Regions from separate parts of the Triticum aestivum genome. Here region 1 is linked to region 2. Evidence: chromatin contacts called from public Hi-C data. All regions are on one chromosome and are shown on one strand. Each heading gives the region's core, a stretch centred on a gene start, on an enhancer-like site or on the middle of the called end of the contact. The rest is flanking DNA. Distances are from core to core; before and after follow the strand shown. Region 1 holds the start of LOC123062176 (TLC domain-containing protein 4). Region 2 has its middle 61 kb from the start of LOC123062171.

What was found. Hi-C and Micro-C count contacts between places; a contact is called where the count stands out from the background.
Region 1: a Hi-C map of leaf shows a contact between it and region 2, with 5 times the contacts expected there. The contact joins the promoter of LOC123062176 here to the enhancer-like site in region 2. A contact is called at or near these places in 2 of 5 Hi-C or Micro-C datasets (both in leaf).

Annotation. Positions count from the first base shown.
Region 1 is chr3A:552,378,263-552,384,648 of IWGSC CS RefSeq v2.1, reverse strand. LOC123062176 (TLC domain-containing protein 4) reads right to left here and starts at 2,765. Exons shown (of 9, transcript XM_044485555.1): 1 at 2,553-2,765; 2 at 1,092-1,255. The coding sequence starts at 1,229. It overlaps LOC123062174 (factor of DNA methylation 1), which reads right to left. Exons shown (of 8, transcript XM_044485552.1): 8 at 6,376-6,386.
Region 2 is chr3A:552,161,074-552,167,926 of IWGSC CS RefSeq v2.1, reverse strand. It overlaps the pseudogene LOC123062172. Among protein-coding and RNA genes, the nearest start is that of LOC123062171, 61 kb to the right of the region's middle. Within about 2 kb of position 2,031, at least 8 of the 8 cell types and tissues checked have an H3K27ac peak or open chromatin away from gene starts, as enhancers often do. A contact at or near this core is called in leaf, where this site is marked.

The DNA of each region.
Region 1 (6,386 bases), core at 1,516-4,015, 220 kb before region 2:
AGATAGATGAAGGCATAGTGCACAAGTGTGTAAATTTTCAGGATGAAATACGTTGAAATGAGGGCTGTGCAAAGAAGACAAATCTGGGGCTTTTTAAACATGGTACTATTCATCTTCTCAGACCATGAATTTGTCTTTTTTGTACAGGTCGCTTTTCAACGTATTTCATCCTGAAATTTTACGCACATACGTTTCACATCCTTGTTTACTTGTACAAAAAAAATTTACGCACATACGTCGCACATACGTAATTTTTTGATTTTTTTTAAATCGGCCTCCTTGGAGGCCGAAAGCCAAAACGCCATTCTCGCAGAATAGTTAATAACTTACTACATATACATACCACTATTGCCTAAAGGATACAAATGGTACACAAGGTATTGTAAGGGATCCTGGCATACACAGACACACACAAAGGGCAAATAATAGGAAATTATTGCGGTATTAAACATATATGGTAATACACTGAGGCCAACCTGTATAATACAGATTAAAAACAAATATACATTGTGATTCAACTTCTGTTTCCCATGGTAGCCAAATATTGATTAAAAATGGTTAATATATTGATAGGATTAGGTTAATTTTTGTTTGCTAAACCGTAACATGCTTGGTTTTGAAAATCTTGTATTGAGTATCCGAATTTAACTGCTCATACTAAACAAAAACAAAAACGTTACAAGCCAAAACAAACTGTTAAATCTATTGCATGACTCTAATCTGAAAATTCATCACAGCTTGTATGTGAGTTTAAACCTTACATTACTTCAACCGATTTCAGATGCATCCGCGGCTTAGGATCGGATGTGGTGGGTAGCCATCGACATATTCCTAATTAGATCTCAGGCTAAACTGAGAATTTGCAATCCTACATTAGTTCTTTACAGAAACCTGCTTATACTAACAGCCATATATAGTACAAATGGTGTTCGGTAGTCCACAATTTTCACATAGTGAAGTTAAGCAAAAATGCAATAAAACTAACATCTATTTGTTTCTTCCATCTAAATACATGAATCATGTGAGCATCACTAAATTCACTGGTGACATGATCGTAAATGTCAACAAATAAGAGGGGGGCAAAATAATACCATCTTGCACATCAGGATCCCACCAAGCATAGCAGTGTACGAAACATATGCATCTGCAAGAAGGTATTCCTTAACCAGTGACTCTGCTTTGTACGAGTAGGCCTTAGCCGCCATAACAGAGGTTGTGGACAGATCCATCAATTCCTATATCTTGACTCAGCAGCCTGACGAAAGAGACAAGTCACATAACAAGGTACATTTTGAGCCATAGAGAAGCCAGAATTATAAAATGCCCACGCTAAGATTAAAGATAGTTTTTGTGACATCCAGTTGACCGTAGAAGAAGAACCAAGATATGGGTCATTGCTAAACAGTACTCGGAATAGTCTTCCATTCCATGAAGTACAACACCCAACTGTCACTTGAATGCATAATGGTAAAGTACACGAATCCGACCACATGAAGAAGCTGAAGCCAAATAAATAATCAATCCCTGTCATGTGTCACTTTCACCAGAATAAAATAGCAAGCAGAAGCATGCACCAAAGATTGAGTCTATACTCTATACTGGAAGACTGGAAGCTGTGAATAAAGCAACGACGTAGTGCCGAAGCCAATGAATGGATCCTATTAACAATTGCTAGAGCCACAGTTTAAGTAAGATAGTCATTGAGGTCCCCATAAACAGCTACGAATCCAAAACGATAGCAGCTAATTGCATGCTTGACAGCCATCCCTCTAAACACTAAAATTCAGGTACTATATTGGAGAATGTATCGAATCCAAAACAACTCATAACAGCGTGTGGCACTTGTAATCACGCGCACAACTCGCAGGAAAATGGTACTCGAAGATGAGTAACACGGAGAAGATACGTCCACAAACCTGACTAAATAAGGCAACGCACAAAGCGCACGAAGGAGTCAAGATGAATACAGGGGATGGGGGTCGGAAAAGGTGCGCAAGAGGGGCAACCTTTTGAGGCGTCATTCAAACCGCCAGCTCGGAAAAAAACATCCGCACGTTGCGACCAATTGGGGCACCGAATCGATGCCCGGACGACAATGGCACGCGCCGTCGCCCGGAAGAAAACACCACAGCGATCAAAAGGAAACAGCCCCGAGTCCCGGAAGGCAGGCACGCCGCCGCGCGCGACCGATAATAACCGAAACCAAAAATCCGAGGAAACGGCGAAAAAAACAGGCGAAACCTCCCGCCGTCGCATTGCGCACGGGCGGCGGAGGCACGCGATCGACGCCCGAAACTCCCATCATCGGAGCCATCAATCCCACCGACGAACAGGCCTACGCCGCCACGACCGACCCCCAGACCTCGCCGTATCCCGAACGTGGCAACCGGAAGCAGGAGCCGGGACGAAAGCGAGGCGCGCCTCGGAGCCACGTCGCGCCCCACGATTTTTGCGGCGGGGCAGGACCGATCGGCGGGGAAAATTCGACGAGCGGCGGGCGGGCGGGCACGGAGGAACAGAGGGGGAGCGGGAGCGGGAGGAGGCATTAGTACCTTGCGGTTATGGCGGTCGGCGGGGAGGGGCGAGGTTCCGGCGGTGCAAAGCAATCGGGGGCGGGGTGGGTTGGATGGAGAGGGTGGCTATATTTCGCCTCCTCCGGCACCACGCCTCGCCTCGCCTCGCCCGTTGCGCAAGCCACAAAGGAAAAGGAGAATGACGGGGGCGAGAGGGAGATGGCCTGACGGGATTATAATGGCCAATTTATATTTAGGATGCCCTGCCCTGCCCTGCCATGGAAAGGGGGAGAGAAATAATTTCGAACTGAGCCGAGGGGGCAAGGAGTGTTACCAGATGCTTGCGCAAAGGGGGCGCGTTAAAAGTTAATTAAAATAGTATCGGTGGAAACTAAAAATGACCTGCGATAAAAAATGAGACGGACGTAATTGAATGATTTTTTTTTGTATATTTTCAAACAAATGGTCTTTATATAATATAAACCAGTAAGTTAGCATCATAATAACTTTTCTAATAATGCTCCGCCTCAGGATGACAATTTTATCCATGGGCATGGATATCCGACCCAAATGAATATGATTTGGATATGCTTTTGTGTTCATGGGCGGTGCCTAAACCCGACCCAATTGCTCGTGGCTAGGGCATGAATATAATCGTGTACCCGTGGGTATACCCAAAGTCGACCCGATAGTATGACTTAATGGGCTAAAATTTGCTATCCCTACCCCACAGTCATATGTCCCACTGTAATTTTACACTTTGTTATCTAAAACATGCAAAAGTAAATACACAATCCTCGTCGTAACTTTTATTAGTTGACATTCAATCCCCTCCGTAACATACTCTAACGCCCCTTCCCTTATTTTTATCACCTTGTTAAATGACTCATCATTTTCATCTGTTAGAAAAATACTAAATGATCTTAGGTTGTTAGTGAACATTGATTTACCATAAATGAAGCCTAGACTGCCACGAGTACAAGAATGGAAGAGCTTATGTTAACGTTGTGTTATGTCTTATTTATATGTCTCGAGAAGGACCCAATGAATATCCATCGGGTTTGGACATGGATACAATTTTTCACCCGTGGAATTTTTCATGGACGGGCAAAGACTGTCTTCATGGATATGGATATGGATTTGATATTGTTCAATCCGATCCAAATCTGACCCATTGCCATCCTTAGCTCCACCTACGAAACTTGTTACGAATAAGCTACGTAACGTTCCTTCTAATCCTCCCCTCCCCCCCCAATTTCAACTGGGGTGGGGTCCCTCCTTCCCTCTCATTTCCAATGAAAAAACGCCAACTGAGCAATCCCTCGTAAACATGTGTAACTTTGCGTGGATGTAGCATTGCCCTAATTTTTCTTACAGTATAATGAACTTGGCCGAGGGTGGAGGGATGATTTGCGATGTTAAGGAGGAACATTAATAAGTGGGTGGAATTGTATGGCAGATTGTAACAGTGGGTGGTTAAGCTCCTCAACAACATTATCATGACCCTTCCTCTTTAGCTTAGATGAATCCAGGACCTTTTAATTGTAAGTTGCATACTCCTGGCCATTTCACCATCACCCGCGAATTGATGAAAAATACATCCAGGATATGCAATTTCTTTGTATAATCTTGAAATACATATGTACTCCTTGATTAACCCTCCTCTCTCCAAGATCGCTTCATGGCGCCCACCATGGATGGATGCCATCACCACCTCGTACACCAACTCTCCCTGCCACAACCCGCCATCCTCTCTCTCTCTTTTCTCCCTTCTACAGCGGGCTGCCATTTGTACTGTCAATTATATGTCGGCCACCGCCTAGTTATCGAGCTCTCTGTGGCCTACTTTATCCCTGCACATCCCTAACAATTGACTTCTACCGCCATTGACCAGGTCTGAAGGTCCCCCAATGGCCATCTCCTCATTTTATCTCCTCCAATCGTCACTCCCGCCACAATCACCTAGGTCTAGAGGCCACTGCGGCATTCTCTGTCAGTGTCCCTATGGGACCAGTACTATGCGGGACCAACGTACTCACAGACTGGAGAAATTTCATTATAAGAAAAAGAATTACTCGACACATGGCCCAAATCAGACGGCACAACTCCATCCTACCAAAGATTCAAAGGCTCAAACAAAGTTGAAGGGGGGAGGGGGGAGGGGAGTGGGGCGGGTACTGACTAGTGGTTGCTGGTCTTTAATTATTCAATAAATTAAAGCCCAACAATCACTATAGTCAGTAAAATCAAGCCTTACAAGAGATGGGCTATCTAGTGGTTCATTCACAACGGGGAAATCATAGAATCAGACTTCATAGTGTATTTGTAAATAGTTGGAACTTGCATGCTCTGTGGCTAACGCTGCCTCTAAAGGTTAAAGTTTTTTTAGTGGTATTGGCACTCATTCAACATGGCACCATGGGGGCCACGTCATAGTATTATTCATATTTATGAATTGGCTACAATGTCGTAGCAAATCATTACATTCTTCAAATTGAGATGTGCTACACCTACAGAATATTTTCTACAGAAATATATTAGAGGCTCGGGTAGAGGGATATGTCATTTTTAAGGGAGGAGGGCTCTGCGTGGAAATCAGGTGGGATTAATGGGGAAAGGACACATAAGTCTTTTCTTTTTCCTAAGTGAGACGTGAGCTAAGGTTTCTTTTTTGTGAGCGAACATGCTGCCCGTTCATTTCCCATGTACGAATATCAAAGCAACTAAGCATGACATGTGTTAGTCATTATTCGCTCACATGCATCCTTGTGAGTAAACTACAAGCTGGCGACACTAAAGGGTTCGCTCAAGATGACGATTTTAGCGAACACATTCGAGATGATAAATTCTGTTTTTAGAGCATGAAAATCTCCACCAGTTTTTCTTAGATGTAGGATGAAAATTTCCTTCTGCCAGCATGGCATATCGGAACAAGTTGAAATTTTTCTTGTTAGACTGACAATTCTCCATGTTGCATTGTTGCAATTCCCTGAAAATAAATCCCGACAATTTTTCTGCTAGCATGGCAATTTTTTCTTTACAACACGACACATCTTTATACAATAGCATGGCAAATATATCTGTTTTAGCATGAGTGAAAGTGGTTTTTTGAGGGTACAAACGCTGAACGCGGATTCGCTCGGATAACCTCCCTGAGCTGCTGTTGGCGCGTCATTCGGGTCTTTTTTTTTATGGGGACACATAAGTCAGTAGGCTTCCGTCAGTAAACTTCCCTGGTTAGGATCTTCGCTTCAAGCTAAAGCATTGGAGATTCGAGAAGATGTGCCTCGCTTTCCTCTCTGTCGTGGTATCTGATTGGAGTTCTGACTTGTGCAACTACACCTCTCCTGTAAGAATTGGATGCTATCAGCTCTCTGTCATTTTCAATCGCTAGTCGTTTTCAGGAAATGTGCACTAGAAGGACAGGGGGCAAGGCAATCACCAGGGCTGTTCGTGAGAAAAAATGCGGCCACTGCTTAGTTGGGTCGATATTTCCCATCTGAGTCGAATACCCAGAAGTTCGGGGTGCAACATTTTTATAGCATCTGTGCAATAAACTCCAGCAACCACTTTGACAAACACGACGATCTGCTCCGTGTTCATCTAAAAAAACACGACAGGGACAGGCAAAACTACCACGAAAAGGAAAACACCACAACTTCTGCAACATGCAACTACCCTGACGTTTTCCCTGGAAAACAGCACGTGTTCGCAACCAATAGTCGTCCAATGATATATCGTACTCCCTCCGATCCAAAATAAGTGTTGCAGCTTTGAACTAGGATTGAACTAACCTTAGTTCGAAGCTGAGACACTTATTTTGGATCGGAGGGAGTACTATTATGCTATTCAGGTTTACTGATGAAAGGCAGA
Region 2 (6,853 bases), core at 782-3,281:
TTACTGATTTGAGAACTTTTTAGCTTATTTGGACCACACGTTTTGAAGATATTGGCAGCTTGTTGGCTCAGTCGAATTTTCTTTTTCAAAATTTAACATTTTCCAAAAGTACAAAAGAATATCTAGTAAACTTAGTATAGATCTGATTTTTTTGGCTCATATTGGACATAATTTTGGGAGATATTAGAGGTCTTAGTTAGCCTGAGCCGAGTACCGTTGCGTATTTTTATGCCATGTTTGCACTTACAAGCAGGATCTGCCTACTAGGAATCATGTCAACATAATGAAATGATGAATTAAAGCTATCTAAAACGGGTTACACTAATAGATGTTGTTTTATGCAGTAAACTTGAAAAGTAGATTTTCTCTGCAAATTTCGACCTCCTCAATAGTTGGTGGATCGTGGTTTGTATGATTTGCTTCTTCTCTTTTGCGGGAAGGTTTGTATGATTTGATTTGCTGAGCACTACTAGTACTACTAGGATGCAGATGCTGGTCGTGGACTTGACATCTACGGCTGAGAAGCGATGCCATTGGCACCACGACGTGCCTTGGCTAGAAGCCGAAAAAGGCTAGGGCCAAGAGAGAAGGCGCGCGGGGCGTCCTCGTTCTCCCAGACGTCCTAGGCCATGAAAACGGGTCACATCTCCTGTAGGTAACACCGAAGATGATACTGTTCCGATAGTGTGAGTGTCCCCGAAGCCGCCCGCCCAGAGATATATGTCGACATGACATGACGAAACAAATCAGTCTCAATCACCCCCGACTTTCCCCTCTTCTTTTTATTTTGTAATAATAAAAAGTGGAGCACAGCAGAGTAGGCAATGGAGTGTGGGCGAGCTCACGTTCACATCCAGGAGTCGTGCAAGAGGAGGCAAAGCCTCACGCAGATTTTCAATAACGACGAAAAGGCAAGGAAGGGAAGATACAGCCTCGTACTCTCTCGGCGCCAAACCACGAGTCGCCGCTGCGCTAGTCCTCGGAATCCTGCAAAGTTAAGAGGAGGCCGGCGCCAAGATGCGGCGAAGCGATGGTGGCAACTCGTGATCTTTGTTGGCTGGCGATCAGGATGGCGTGGCGCGCGCGTCGCTCGTGTCGGCAGGCGCCGGGGCGAGGAGAGGAGAGCGGGCATGCTGCTGGGGCGAGCGTGTTGTCATTATCGCCTTGTTTCTTCCATGTACCGTGCCCATAGATAATTGAGTTCAGGCGTCGTAAAGTAGGAGCAGTTGGCAGTATAATACTCGCGCGGTCGGTCCGTCCACTTGGCCTTGGCCGGAGATGCGTTCTGACCCCGACCCGCTCCGTGGGAGCGGTGATGGCACGGGGTGACATCGGCGCGGGAGGAGGGGCGGGGAAGTCGCGCGGTGACGGGACGCGCAGCGTCACGCGCTCGGTGGTAGGCCTCGCTGATGCGGGCGTCCCCCGTCAGCCGTGCCACACGACACGCCCCACCGGCCCACCCCACCCCCACCCGCCTGGCAGTACGCGTCGACTCGATCAAAGCACCCGGCCATCGTCTGCGCCGTGTGACTCGGTGCCGTGCCTGTGCTGATGATGCTCTCCTCCACCTCCTTGTGGCCTGAGGTGGGGGCTGACGCCTGGCTGGCTACGTCTTGTTTGACCGTATCTCCGGAGCAACTGTTCGTGTGGAAGTTCCTGGCCCATAGATAGATTGATAAATAAATTGGGACAAGTACTAGTAGTACTCCCTCCGGTCCTTTTTACTCTGCATATTATGTTTGTCTGAAGTCAATCTCATCCAACTTTGACCAAGTTTATATAAAAAATTATAGACATTCACATAACAACACCAATATCATTAGATTCATCTTGGAATATATTTTCATATTATATTTATTAAATATTATAGATGTTAATAATTTTTAATATAAATTTGGTCAAACTTAGCAAAGTTTGACTTTCGGCAAAACCAATGTGCAGAGTAAAAAGGACCGGAGGGAGTACACTGCGTCCATGCCGGGTTCACTTTGGAGTTGACCAAAGACTAATGGGTGGGGACTGACGACGCCGCCGGACACCGATTAGTTTATGCTTACGAGCAATAATGCAGCTCCTCCTTGGTCACACACGCATCCAATGGGAAGAGCCGTTTAGCTTCTTCCCTTGGACCGGGACCAAAAGAATTCAGACAAACGACTAAACTGCTGCCGCGGCCCGCGGCTTCGTGATGACTATCGCGGCATCTGACTCTGCATTTTTTTTTTTTTTGAACAACTCTGACTCTGCAATTGCAACGCAGTTTACAAGATTCCCGCTGTAAACTTTTACATCTACACAGGCCCCGAGGCACCGAGGCTTGATCATGTGAGAATTTCTTTGGGGTAGCAGAACATGGTTTGCTTGCGTCCCCGCGAAATGAGATGCCGCCAAGGAAGCGCCGTACAGGGGCGGCGCTGTGCGGTCAGCAAGCGAGGCTCTTCTGCTTCACCAATGGCGCCACTTAAATGCTTGTCGGCATCCTCCAGCTGTGCGGTGCCACTTGAACTCCACGTGCTACCACGTTGGCATCCTATCGCCCCGCCAGGCACGTGCTACACGTACGCCTTCTGGTATCTTCTCTGCCTAATCTGGCCCTGTGACCCACCACGTTTTTTTTTGCCTAACCTGGCCCTGTGGCCCTGTGGACCACCACGTTTATCACTCCAGTCCATCAACAACGTACTGCTATATCCGATCCGATCCATTTGAGGAGTGTGTGCGTGCCACTTGAATCTACGACGCTATCCTACAGATGGTGCAGGGCCAGACGTCGCCATATCCACCACATCACATCGCTACAGTTCAACCATTTAATGCCTGTCTACAATCTAAAAACAGACATGATTTGTTTTCGAAAACAGGCACATGTGAAGAGATTGCATACAAAGGACGTGCTCCCTCTGTAAAGAATTAAACACTTTCAGGGGAGAGGGTGCAGGTACATGATCTCTGGCTGTGTTCAGCAGCCATAGGGAATAATAAAAGAACCCTATAAAACGAGCACAGAACTTCCAAAAATTGATAAAACAAAAATAAATAAATAAATAAAGACAACAGAAATAATCCAGCAACAGGACAGCAAACGACCTAAAAATAAACAAAATTTGTTTGTTTTTGTACTGAACTGCATCAACCTAGTTTTTGAATATTTTTGTAAGGACCAAATAAACTGCACTACGGAGCTCCCAGCTGTTTTGCTCATGTCATGCCAGGAAAACAGAGGATACAGATACGTAATTTCATAGGATAGATATATCAACGCATACTACTAAATCCTAACTGTCACGTACAGTAACTGTTCTCAGCACAAAACCGGGTGCCTGGTTTTTAGCCAAGTCCTAGCAACTCTGAGACACGGATACACCATCAATTGAAATTAGACGGTAGTCCCGGCATGAAAGAGAGCTAGGCAGCAAGGCGAACAGAACAACGAGATGCACTGATCTGCAAAACTGCAGGTCATGAACAGGAACATCTTATGGTCTCCTTGACAGATTAAGGCATTGCCTTTCCACATTCCTTGCTTGCACATTTTGCCTTCGTCCCAACAAACACCGCAAAATCCTCATTAATTCCCAACCATGGCACTTTTCTTGTGAGACCCAAGCATGGGATCCAGTACTGAATTACATGTGAGCCACGGTCAGGTCACCGTGCAGCGTCCCGCTGTCTTTTGAAAGATTGTGATGCTGAACTCCCTGGTCCAGAGCTGTTGCGGCCAGGACGCTGCTGCGACTGATTAAATCTACCAGCAGGGGCCCTCGATGACCTAATATGCCCTGAACCACCCCCTGGATGATTAGATGACTTCTGATGATGAGGTGCATTGGGTGGTATGTCCGATAGCAATGACATAAGGAAACCACCAGGCGGAATAAAACCACCTTTCCTTCCCTCAGCTGATCCGCTAGCATCTGCTGAGCTCTGACCTGAACCATGTTTTGTTGCCAAATTACCAGGCAAGCCATCATACGATAGGATACAAGCAATCGCATACATCGTTGCTCCAAGAGCAGGCGGGAGAACATCCTGTGGATGTTTCACCTGTACAAAAACATCCTTTCGTCAGAAAGAAGACAAAGTAACAAACTTCATCATATGCCTCTTGACAGTTTGACAGGAAGGTGACAACATATGATCCACACGCTCTATCCTAAGTGTGATCATTTGTATAGCTATATACTCCCTCCATCTGAAAATACTTGTCGGAGAAATAGATAAAAAATGGGTGTATCTAGAACTAAAATACATCTAGATACATCCATTTGTCCGACAAGTATTCCCGGATGGAGTATTTCTTAGCAAAGATTCTGCATTACAAGCAAAATGAGACAAGTATTTTAAACAATTGTACAGACCAGAAGAGGGAAAAGCTGTGCAGAATGGATTGAACATAAGTTTGATAATATGCCTGACAGATGATGCATGAAACTTTATGGAACATCAGATGGAAGCCAGAGCAAATTATAGTGCACTGTTCCCAGATTAAATTAGAAAATGTGATAACAAGATAACTGAATCTTACTTTGAAAAGAATAGCAGATGCTAGGCGTTCTCGTAGGCAGTATATCTGAGCAACATCCAGAGCAGTAGCATCAAATCGGAGCCACCGATCAACAACAACTGAAACAGTGTTGTCGGGAGAAGACATGATCTCTTCCTTTTGTTGTCCCAGAGTGCTTTTTCCCGCTTCATCCCCACTGGAACCTTCATCATCCTCATCACTTACATCATCAGGTGGAGCAACAGCTATTTCTGTAGCAAGCAGAAGTAAAGGATATGATCCAACAACTGAACAGTTCTTTACATACATTCCACCATCACCTCGAGTGATTTCATCAAATACCATTAGTGGATTCCCAGAGGATTTATTAAATGACAAGTTAAAGTTGGAAGAATGCGGGTGTAGTCGAACTTTGGCACCACTTGCTGTTTCCACAACTGCCCTTCTAGCATTTTTGCGAGGAGGGAGCAATCGTCCTACCATTGGGTAAGCGCCAGCCACAAGGACAGCACTAATGATACCTACCAAAGTTGCAAGAAAACCGTCAAATTTAAACATAATAAGGCTGCAAAGCAAGATTTGAAAATGAACATAGAAACCAGTGCATGCATTAAAAATAGCTTTACTACAAACGAAAATGTATGTAATGGATTGCTTCTAAACTAGAACAAGATTGATCTGAAATACAAAACAAAATTCTGTAATGAATTAAACCTGTGATTGGCATAAGTAACAACTTTAAACTCAACAGAACCAGGTAACTAAATCACTTATATACAATAGCACTGACTGCGACATTATCTTATTCAAACTAATGTGTAACCATGGTTTGCATGGTGTAACTACCACGATTTAAAAGGATGTGATGCCTATGTTTGAATAATAAAGAAATTTCTGCAAGATTGTAATTCTTCAAAGTACCAACGCATGCAGCTTTCTACTTAAATAGCCACAGAAACCTCCACACACACTTGAGAGAATGGAAGCTTCTCTTAAGTGGTGAATCAAATGACTTGCTGCATATATAAACATATGTATCCTTGTACGTATTGCCACTCATATTGCAAAGCAGGAAAAGGACACAAGGGAACCACATTATATGCAGTGTTTCATAACTCCTATTTTCATAAAAACTTGAGTACCTGGAACTTTAGCATTCAAGCTGCAGGCAGATGTATCAGCAGGAAGAAATCCTCTTTGAGCTAGTTCACTGTGGAGCTGTTTCCTCATACTAGACAACATATTCATGGTGTTTGAAGCTACAAAGTACTTTGAACAAAACAAAGCTTCTTGTCCTTTCTCTTTGGCACACGTCCAACAATCAAATGCTGCTACAACAGCAAGCTGGTCACTATATCCACCATATAATGAAGCAAGCTCAACCTTGGCTGCAGCAGCCCTTTTTCTCTCATCCGGAGCCATAGGAAGGACGAAAGGATCTCTATAGTCTGCTGCACATGCCAATGTCAATGCAGGATCAAGGCAGTTCATCAATATACCAAACAGGAGCATCTTGCTTGTGGATGGATGGACCGGGAGAGAACCTAACTTTTCACCCAAATCTGTCAATTGTTCATTTTGAGTTAAAGCACCAAGATCCTGAAGCACAGTAATAGCATTTTTTACAGTCTCTGTAACTGGAGGATCCAAGGTCTAATTTAAAAAGTCTGCTATTTTAGAGTTTGGATCAAGCAGTTTGACCTGCACCGCAAAAATTGAAACAACAAACAGTTGTCAGTGATAACAAGATAATCTTGTTGGATCAAGCAGTATAAACTGCACCGCATGTCATTGCTGCCAAGTGTAATACTGAGGAGCATTGTGTTTACTTTAAACATTAGGGACAACAGAAGTATTAGCTAGGAGCCTACGACTGTACCTGCAAACACAGCTCTTCAATAGGCATCCTCTTAATTTCAGGAATTTGGAATTCTGGCAACGAGGCTGCTCGAAATCTAGAGTAAAGATGATAGCAAATTCCTGGCTGACAACGACCGGCACGTCCTTCACGCTGTCTTGCATTAGCTCGAGATACCCAAGAAGTATGAAGTGTAGACACATTATTGTATGGATCATAGCTTTTCTCTTTCATCCTCCCACTATCTAGAACAAATACAATATCATCAATTGTTACTGCAGTCTCCGCTATGTTGGTTGAGAGAATAATTTTACGAACCCCTGCCGGTGCACGTTTGAAAACCTTTTTCTGCTCTGAAGATGGTATCATGGAATGAAGTGACAGTACAAGAAATTTTGAAGAATCCCGAAAGGAAGAAGCAAGTAACCTCTCCCGTGTTTGATTTATATCTTCCCAACCAGGAAGGAAGACTAAGATAGCTCCTTCATTGG